Regions from separate parts of the Mus musculus genome. Here region 2 is linked to region 1. The links are chromatin contacts, called in public HiChIP or PLAC-seq maps. All regions are on one chromosome and are shown on one strand. The core of a region is the stretch at or near the end of the contact, and the rest is flanking DNA. Distances in the headings are between cores, read along the strand shown. Region 1 has its middle 190 kb from the start of Gm31711. Region 2 has its middle 460 kb from the start of Gm25020.

What was found. HiChIP or PLAC-seq counts read pairs in DNA pulled down with a chosen protein or histone mark.
Region 2: a contact with region 1 is called in a FOXA1 HiChIP or PLAC-seq map of pancreatic cancer cells. The contact joins two enhancer-like sites. A contact is called at or near these places in 1 of 484 Hi-C or Micro-C datasets (the AML12 cell line) and 1 of 115 datasets of contacts at active chromatin or transcription factors (pancreatic cancer cells).

The regions. Positions count from the first base shown.
Region 1 is chr13:16,451,597-16,456,024 of GRCm38.p6, forward strand. No RefSeq gene overlaps it. Among named protein-coding and RNA genes, the nearest start is that of Gm31711, 190 kb to the left of the region's middle. Within about 2 kb of position 2,150, at least 8 of the 459 cell types and tissues checked have an H3K27ac peak or open chromatin away from gene starts, as enhancers often do. A contact at or near this core is called in pancreatic cancer cells, where this site is marked.
Region 2 is chr13:16,743,641-16,748,350 of GRCm38.p6, forward strand. No RefSeq gene overlaps it. Among named protein-coding and RNA genes, the nearest start is that of Gm25020, 460 kb to the right of the region's middle. Within about 2 kb of position 3,046, at least 5 of the 459 cell types and tissues checked have an H3K27ac peak or open chromatin away from gene starts, as enhancers often do. A contact at or near this core is called in pancreatic cancer cells, where this site is marked.

The DNA.
Region 1 (4,428 bases), core at 900-3,399:
GTTCTGAATGCTGGGAAGTATAGTATCAGGGTATGGGATGGTTCTTCTTGATGCAAAGTCTCCTTTCCTCTTTTGAAGAAAACTTATCTTTTCTAGGCCTGCATGTGGTCTTCCTTGTGAGAGTATATAGATGGGGAAAACAGGGTTGGAAACTGATTATTGGTCTTGTTTAAAGGATACTGGTTCTACTGGATTATGAGCAACATCATAACCTCATTCAGTTTTAATATTCCTTAAAATTCCTATATCCAAGTATAATTAAAACATAATTAACTCTTCAACATGGAACTTTGGGTGGCAGGCATAATTCAATTCATATTATGGAATAAAGAAATTAATGACTGTCCTAATAGAAGTAATAAAAGTGAGAAAGGAAAGAATTTTTTTACTGTGAAAATTTTACAATTAAAAAAAATGGTTATGTAGACATTTGACATTGTTTGGGGTGAGTAACAGGGAAAGGTTGAAAAACTGACAGATAATTGTGGGAAATTCCAGAGGTGAAAAGATGGAGAGTGAGATAGAAAGATGAGAAGGGACCTAGTGTGTAAGTAGAGATCAGGTTTGGGGAAAGGGAGCAATGGTGGAGTCAGGAGGACAATGGGAGATAGTTACTATAGGTCTTGTTTATAGTTTATCTGGGAAATGAATAGATTTAATTCCAGTAGCATTTGTCTCCTTAAAACTGAAACATAATCAATAAGGCATCAAACTAACTATGTTTTGTGGGATGACAGCCATAGATTCCATGAAGTGGATGTGTTACCATAATGAATGTAGCAACAAATTAACTGGACCTTGAATCCAATATAATCTTTGTAGGCTAAACATTCCAAATGGACTTCTTATAAACCTATGACAGAAAATTATGCAGAAACATGTTCCCATTTCCACCACTTTGGGGACAATTGATTGTAAAGATGTGAATCTAAACAGTGTTGCTAACCTCATTATAAACCTCAGAAATTACTCACATTTGAATAGACAGAACAATCTCTGCTACTTTCTCATCCCAAAGAATGGTGAAATTGGCAAATAACCAGTCAATCTACAGGAGGAATTTCTATAATAACTCTGCCATACATGGATGGAAAAATATCTCAGCAGCACAGTTCATGAAGGAGATATGAACTGTCTTAATAGATAAAGGAATGTGACTTTAAAACCACAGACAGGAGTCTCTGCAGAAACATTATAGCTTAATACTCCCAACATACTTGGGAAGCTATGACCTCCCTTTAGTACACACCAGAGAAAGAACAGGACAGGTTAAATATACCCAAGGAGGAACACGAACTGTTCAGTATACCTAAGGAGAAGCAGGAAGACTTCAACACCTCTGAGAAGGAACAAAGCAACAGTAACAACAAAACAAAACACCCAGCTTCAGGTAAAATAAAAAGCAAGTGTATACAAAGCAAGCAAAGATGTCAGTGGCCATTTAAGGACTTTAACTCAAGCAAAAGATTTCATCCACATGGTACTGATGTGATAGAGTTAATGTTACAGAGCAGGGTTTGAACTAGATGACTTCAAAGTCATCCCCATCAGCAGGTAGAACTGATTAGGGTAGAAGACTTCCATATTTAAGGTATGGTAGTTTTACAGAGAAAAGTGTATGTAGGATTATGAGGCTGAACAGGCTAGGTCAAGAGTACCTTGCTCATGTGAGTTGTGCTAAATAGGCCTTACAGCAACTCAGTGAAGTTTGCACTAAATTGAGCTCTTTGCCCTTTGAGCTCAATGATGAGAAAGTGTATTTCAATAACCATGTGGCATCAAAATGACCTCAATATCTACATAGTCTTTGTGTCATGCAGTTTGGGCAAATGGCCACATTTTTGTGGTTTACTTTTCTCCTGCAAATGTTAATGTTTTGTGCAGCAGAGAATGTGGTTAGGCTTCTGGGTCCTGATCTGAACAGAGAGACCTATAGTTGAGTGAACTTATCTCACCTTGCTCAGTGGAGTAGACAAGGAGCATCAGTAACCTATCCACCCAACAGGAGCAAACACAGTAAAGAGAAGTTGTAGGATTGGAGGTCTGGCCCCAAGCTTAAGCCTTGGCTAAGCAGAGATAACATGTGTCACTGCTTTCTGCCAAGGTCCATCCCAACCACTTTAGTTCACTGTGTAAGGCTAAGTATACAAGAATCACAACAAAAGCAACTGCAGCCTACTGGGCTATGCTCAGGGATGCCTGTTGGGGTACTCTTATAACCACAGTTGCTTCTAACAGGATCTCACTCATCTACTGTAACTCTACACAATGTGTATAGCCAACAGGGAGCCTGTAGCCACCTTAGCTCTGTAGGAGGAGGAACATGAGGTAGAGCAGGATCACAGCTCTAGCAACAGAGACAGTCTGCATGTTCCCCCCTCAGGAATGGGACAAACAGAGCCTATGCTGTAATTTCTATGAGTCTGCAAAATCAACATCTAAATCAATGAGTACTTAAATGTAGGTACCAAGCACATCTGCTTGCCATAAAAACAATAGATATAAAAAGCAACCTCATGTTTGGCCACTGTGCGATTTCTTGGATCTCACTGAGGTTTGCTTGATGGTAGGCAGGAAGGGCAGGTTAACCTGCTGCTTCTTCCCATAAAGCCTGGGTCTGGGACTTGTTACAGGACAAGTGGGACACTTTCTTCTTTAGTAACATTTTCTTAACTCATGGTTAGCATCCTGTAGTTCTTTTGCATGAGCTTTCTGGTCACAAATAGAGGGCAGATGGCATGCCCCTGTTTCAATGGGCTCAAAGGGGCTTTTTCTAGTTCAATTTCACTCAAATGTGCCCCCACGTCAGAAGATGGAAGGTAATTTGCTGAGTTTCTATGGTGTTCTGTGGCTGTACAGGGAAAGTCTGGAATTCTGTGGAGCAACCCATTGAGGGGTTTTTCTCTTGATCTCCACATATGATCTTTCTGGAAGGAACTGATATTTCAGACCCACTGCCTTTCAGGGACAAGAAATACTGTCCTCTTGGAATAAGTCTATGAGATGTTAGGGTTGCATTGGAAGCAATCTACATGGGCACTTGTCCACAGCTACAAAGTGGAAGCTAAGATTAGTCTTCAAGCCAGAGCTAGGCTTCCTTGGAGGAGCCTCTGAACCACTGTCTGCTTTGTTTGCCAGTCCTATGACATTTTTTAGCACAGATTAAGCAAGCATTTTCTCCCTTCTTTATCAGTTCTGTTTTCAGTAAAAGATGGTAAAGAGAGGACAATCAGTTTGCTGATAGGAAAGCCAGGCTGTTAGGGTCATTGAGAATTACACAGGGTTGTGATAGCAGAGCCTGCTAAGAAGGCTCAAATCAGGACAGATAACAGCTCAAGTCATTCAGCACAATGTCAGAAGCTCAAAGAAATGTCAAGATACATAGTCCTTGCAGAAGCCCACTTTAACCTACAGAGGAGAACAGCTAGGAGACAGGGTTCCTCACAGTGGACACAGGCTGAAGGACTGCTGATAACAGGCTTGTCACATAAGAGCAGGGAGGGTCATTTAGTCTAGGCCTCAGCCTTAGTTCTGATTTTATCACTAAGCAAGCTGATTTATTTAGTTTCTGAGATACAGAGAGCAGATTGAGAGAATATGTCAATAATTTTCCAAGTCCTAGGCAATCTTGTGAATAATAAAATAAATTGTACTTCTTAGAATTTCTATTTAGCTAAATGTAAACATTTAAAATATGCTGCATGCTTTATAATCGCCCAGTAATGTATCTTTATGTTTTAATATACCCAGAGTCATAACAAAGTGCACTGACTGGTCCTTCCTCTTATTCCTCCACTCAAAACTGAGTAAAAAGCAACCAGGGCTCAGAAAGATGCTTTAGTTTTAGACTCTAAAGTGACTATCAACTTAGAACAGAGCTGACATATCCTGAAAGAACATTAGGAGACCTCTAAAAATGTGTGCTCTAAACCCAGCTCACCCATACTACCCACAGTCTAGCTAGGTGATACCATTATGTTTCTTGAAGTCTCCATTGTCTCTGCTATGTCAGAGTTAAATTATCTGGGAAATCTCTTATCATAGGATTCATTGCTAGGAGGCTAGTCTTCCCACTTTTTCCCATTTTGGGGACTTGTTTCTCTGTTATGATACTCTGAAACTTTATCAGACTTGTAATTTAAGCAGCATGATAATGTATCTGTTTTAATTAGTGCAAGAAAGACTCAAAGATCTTTATACCATAAAGAGAGATTCTGAACTGAGGAATTACACCTGTGGCCAACTCCCTCCTCCCCCACAACAAAACCTGTACAACCTTTTCACATATGAGAAATTACCAGAGATGCTAGAAGTGCTCCTTACCAGAACTTTTTTCTACCTGAAAATAAACAGGAGCCAACTTTAAGGTCAAAAACCAAAGCTACTATCGGTCATTCAGCCTGTAATGATCACCTGGCCTTGTTACTA
Region 2 (4,710 bases), core at 1,796-4,295, 290 kb after region 1:
AGGCCAGAACTTCATTTTAAATATTCCAATTTAGGATCCTTCCTATACCTGAGAAATAATGAAGCAAATATGAAAAGCCCTCTGTCACTGTCTTTATAGGCACTGGGTCCTTCCTTTACTTTACTTTCCCTGTTTCTCTTCTTTGTAAATTCATACATTTTCTCATTAGAATTTTTTCTGTGTGGTTGCTTCTTACATAGAAAAATCAAAGAAAATAATGCACCATGAGCTGGACATTGTGTTTTTCACTGGGATCTTAACAACCCAGAGCTAAGGCAGGAGAATTATAAGTTCAATAGCAACTAAGACAGTATAGAAAAATCTTGTCTCTAAAAAACAAAAAGATACTGGTGAATGAAACTGTAGGAAGAATGGAAGGAACAAAAGAAAAGGATAGAAAGAAAAGATTAGAGAAGACAGAGAAGAGGAGAGAAAAGAAGAGGAGAGAGGAAAAGAAAAGAAAGGGAAATGCCCAATCACCCACTATCTGATTCTAGTAGTATTCCATGCAGAGCACCACCTCGAATGGAAAATATGCAAAGGGTCACACAAACCATGACATGATTCTTTAACACATGTATTGGACGTGCAAGTTAATAAATACACTATCCTTTTCTCTGTGAGTCTTGGAATCCCTACCAGTATAGGTTATGAAAACTGTCAAGGATTTCATCTGCCTGGTACCAGAGTTCCTACTGTTTCTGAGTCAACATTATGTTCCAGCTAGTAATAAAACATGGCTTGCCACACCTCTGCACATGGTAGGTGTGATGGTTTGTATATGCTTGGCCCAGGGAGTGGCAATGTTGGGAAGAATTGCCCTGTTGGAATAGGCGTGGCCTTGTGTGCATGGGCTTTAACACCATTGTCCTAGCTGCCTGGAGGTCAATAATCTCATAGCTGCTTCAGATGAAGATGTAGAACTTTCAGCTCTGCCTGCACCAAGCTTGCCTGTATGCTGCCATGCTCCTGCCTTGATGATAAGAGACTGAACCTTGAACCTATCAGCCAGTCCCAATTAAATTTTGTCCTTTATAAGACTTGCCTCGGCCATGGTGCCTGTTCACAGCAGTAAAACCTTAACTAAGACATTAGTTTAGGCTTTGAATTTCTCAAGAAAGTTGTTTTTCATTTGTTAGTTAGTTGGTGGTGTTTCTGCTTTCCAGCAAACCTGGGGAAAGATATCTTGCAACCTGTCAGGTATTTTCACAGAGTAGGTAACTCAACCAATGTGAAATATCCATTTCTTTTTTTTTAATATTTTTATTAGGTATTTTCCTCATTTATATCTCCAATGCTATCCCAAAAGTCCCCCACACCCTCCACCCCCCCCCACTCCCCTAACCACCCACTCCCACCTTTTGGCCCTGGCGTTCCCCTGTACTGGGGCATATAAAGTTTGCAAGTCTAATGGACCTCTTTTTCCAGTGATGGCTGACTAGGCCATCCATTTCAGAGAGGCGTGCTTCACAGGAACCAAAGTATAAAACTCTTGTCTAAATGTAAGCATTTACCCCTAAGTGCATATATACATATACATATACATATACATATATATATATATATATGTTGTAAGGCATCTGTCAACATCCTGGCTACCCAACACTATAAAATGTTCCTATATTAATTAGCTCTGGTCAGAACTCATTCTTCATTCTGACAATCTGGGTGGTTGGTTGGTTGGTTGGTTTGTTTTTTTGTTTTTCAGTTTTCTCTTTGGATGTGTTTGGCAATTGCCTTGGCATTATAACTTAGTATTCACCAGCATTGTATGCTTGTGGCAAGAAGTGAATCTGTAGCCATACTTCTGTGCTGTTGGAAACTAGAGCTTCAATTCCTAGGTAGGAAATTGCCACTTGAGAGCAGGAGTCCTAATCTGTAGTGGCTTTTTACAGATGTTTATTAAAACATTGAATTTCCTTAATGAACAGAAGGCCCAAATACATCTATGAATGAGTGGAATGACATATATACCTTCAAGCAAGAAAAGTAATTTCTGTTCCAGCAGCCACTATTTATCTCTTGTGTCTTAGACTGTGGCTCTGTTATTTTAAATCTGTGGTTTCAATAATGAAACTTTTCAGAATTAACATATGGAACTGCATTTTTGCTAAACTATTTACTTCTCATTTCTTGCTTCCAGGTTTAGTTTAACATGATCCCTCCCTTTAGCTACCATGCTTTGTAGAAATGTGTTCTCTTGCAGAGCCAAGGAAATGTAAAACAAAAATGACACACACACACATGTCCCAAAAGTACCCATCTGTTCATTCACCCTTCTGGAATTTAGGAATTTTTTCATATAGTAGAATTGAGACTTTTCCCCTTTGACGCTTAGATCTGCTAAATCTATGAGAGCACAAGGTGGCTCTAGAAAATCAGATAGTGTTTGTTATTTGCAATGCATTTGGTCCTCTAGGTAACAAGGTGTTATTTTCACTTTAAGAAAAAAGAATGAGCATGGAAATAAGTGCTTGGAGCACATAAACTGGGACCATTTTACAGTGGTGAGTATTGAACACAGAAAATGATGAGTGGCAGCCTGCTAAGATCTCTATTTCACAGGAAAATACCTCAGCTAAATATAGGCAAAGGGAGTCACTGCTCATTAAAGCCATTTTCTGAAATATGTTTCTTTAAGATTACTCTTTAAATGTATTTTTCTATAGTAAAAAGAAAAACAAAAAACTCAGAAACCTCCCAAGAGCCCTGTTTCCCACCTTGCACGACGAGAAAGGTTATAGTGCAGAACATCCTCAGACAGAAGCGGTGCTGAGTGAACATTTCTGATGTAATTGTAGGCCAGGCAGTGAGGCAGCAACCAATGCCATCTTTCTCAAAAGGAAGTTAAAAGACTCCAATTTGTCATCAGGGAAGTGGGTAGGCATATCTATAGCAAGCCCATATTAGCCGTCAACCCATGGCCAGGACATCAAGGTAATGGTAAGGAGGCATAAGCAAATGTTCAAGCACAGGATGACAAGTGTGGATGCAGAGAGCTGGGAATTTGCCAAGTTCCATTGATGCTTTAATGATGAATCAGGTCCTGGTTGAAGCAAATTCATTGTCCAGAAGCAGTATGTAAGAATGCCAGAGAATGGTGGCTGCACTGTTCTTAGGTAATAATTTATTTGATGACATTAGTTTGAAAAGTAATTTGTAAACAGAAGGGTCTCACTGTGTGTCCTGGCTTATCTGGAACTATGTAGAGCAGGGTGCTTGCAAACTCACAAAGATGCACCCATTGTTGTTTTCCTGGTGCTAGAATTAAAAGTTCATACCACTATGCCTAACTATGAATTAATAATTTTTAATAATTATTTCTAAACATTAAACATTGCAAAATGGGTTTGGAGAGATGGCTCAGTGCCTAAGAAAACTTGCTGCTTGAGTGTGAAGATCTGACTTCAAGTCCTTAACACACACACATTGAAACTAGGCATAGCTGTGTATACCTGCAAACTCAATGCATGTGGGACAGAGACAGAAGGATTGCTGAATGCCAAGATAGCTTCTGTCTCAAGGGAGCCTTTCACTCTGGGTGTCCTTCTCCAACTTCTGGTTATCTGTCAACACACACACACACACACACACACACACACATGTAACATGTACAGATACAGAACACACATATAACATATCCAACACACATATCCATTATACATATATTCTGTACATAGATGCCATACTCATTTACCACACATATATGCCACATACATACATTATATACATATACCAGACAGAGAGACTGCATACAACAGAACATATACTATAACGCACACAAACACACACACATATATGTGTGTATATATATATATATATATATGTGTGTGTGTGTGTGTGTGTGTGTGTGTGTGTGTGTGCCAATACATAAAATATATTCAAAATAGACATATAACAAACTTACCACACAGATACATCACTCACACATATATACAAATACCATACAAAACACCATACACATATACCAAACGTATATACTATACACATCTATCACAAATATATGACATGTATGACACACACAGATGTTGCAAATATACTATGCATGCCACGCACATACCAGATACACACATACCACCTGTTTATCTTACATATAAACTACATAGCAATGCAGATAATGTACAGAAAACAAAATAATAACAGCCTAACCCAGTATGTTCACCTGCTGAATGCTCCATCTTTGAATGCAGATTAATATATTTTGTTTTGTTTGGCTGTTGTATTAGCCTTTAAGATTAAATGCTATAGATCTATTATCAATAAATTACTAGACAATAAAAGTTAAAATATATAATAAATTTCAGAAAAAATTTCCCTGAATTGCTGAGAATGCTAGAGAGCACAAATTACACTTCAGTGACTTCAATAACCAACATGTTCTTTCAGGAGGTTTTTGATTGGCAAGACACCTTTCATAAGATACATTCTAAGTGTACTTCTTCTTGCTATAATAGAATATTAACATGTGTGCAGTTCATAAATGTTTATTTCAGTTCATGTTTCTGGGATCTTCTGCTAGGAAACACAAAGGCATGATGCTTCTTGGGTTTTGGTGAAGACCTCATGTTATATCAGAAGGGTAGAACATGACATTTGGCAGGAGAAGAAAGAGGAATCCATGGAAGCCAAATACCCTCTATAGCAAGATCTAAATCTCCTGCTATTAATCAGCTGAAGAATTGAGCCCTTGTGGCCTAAGAACCATTCACT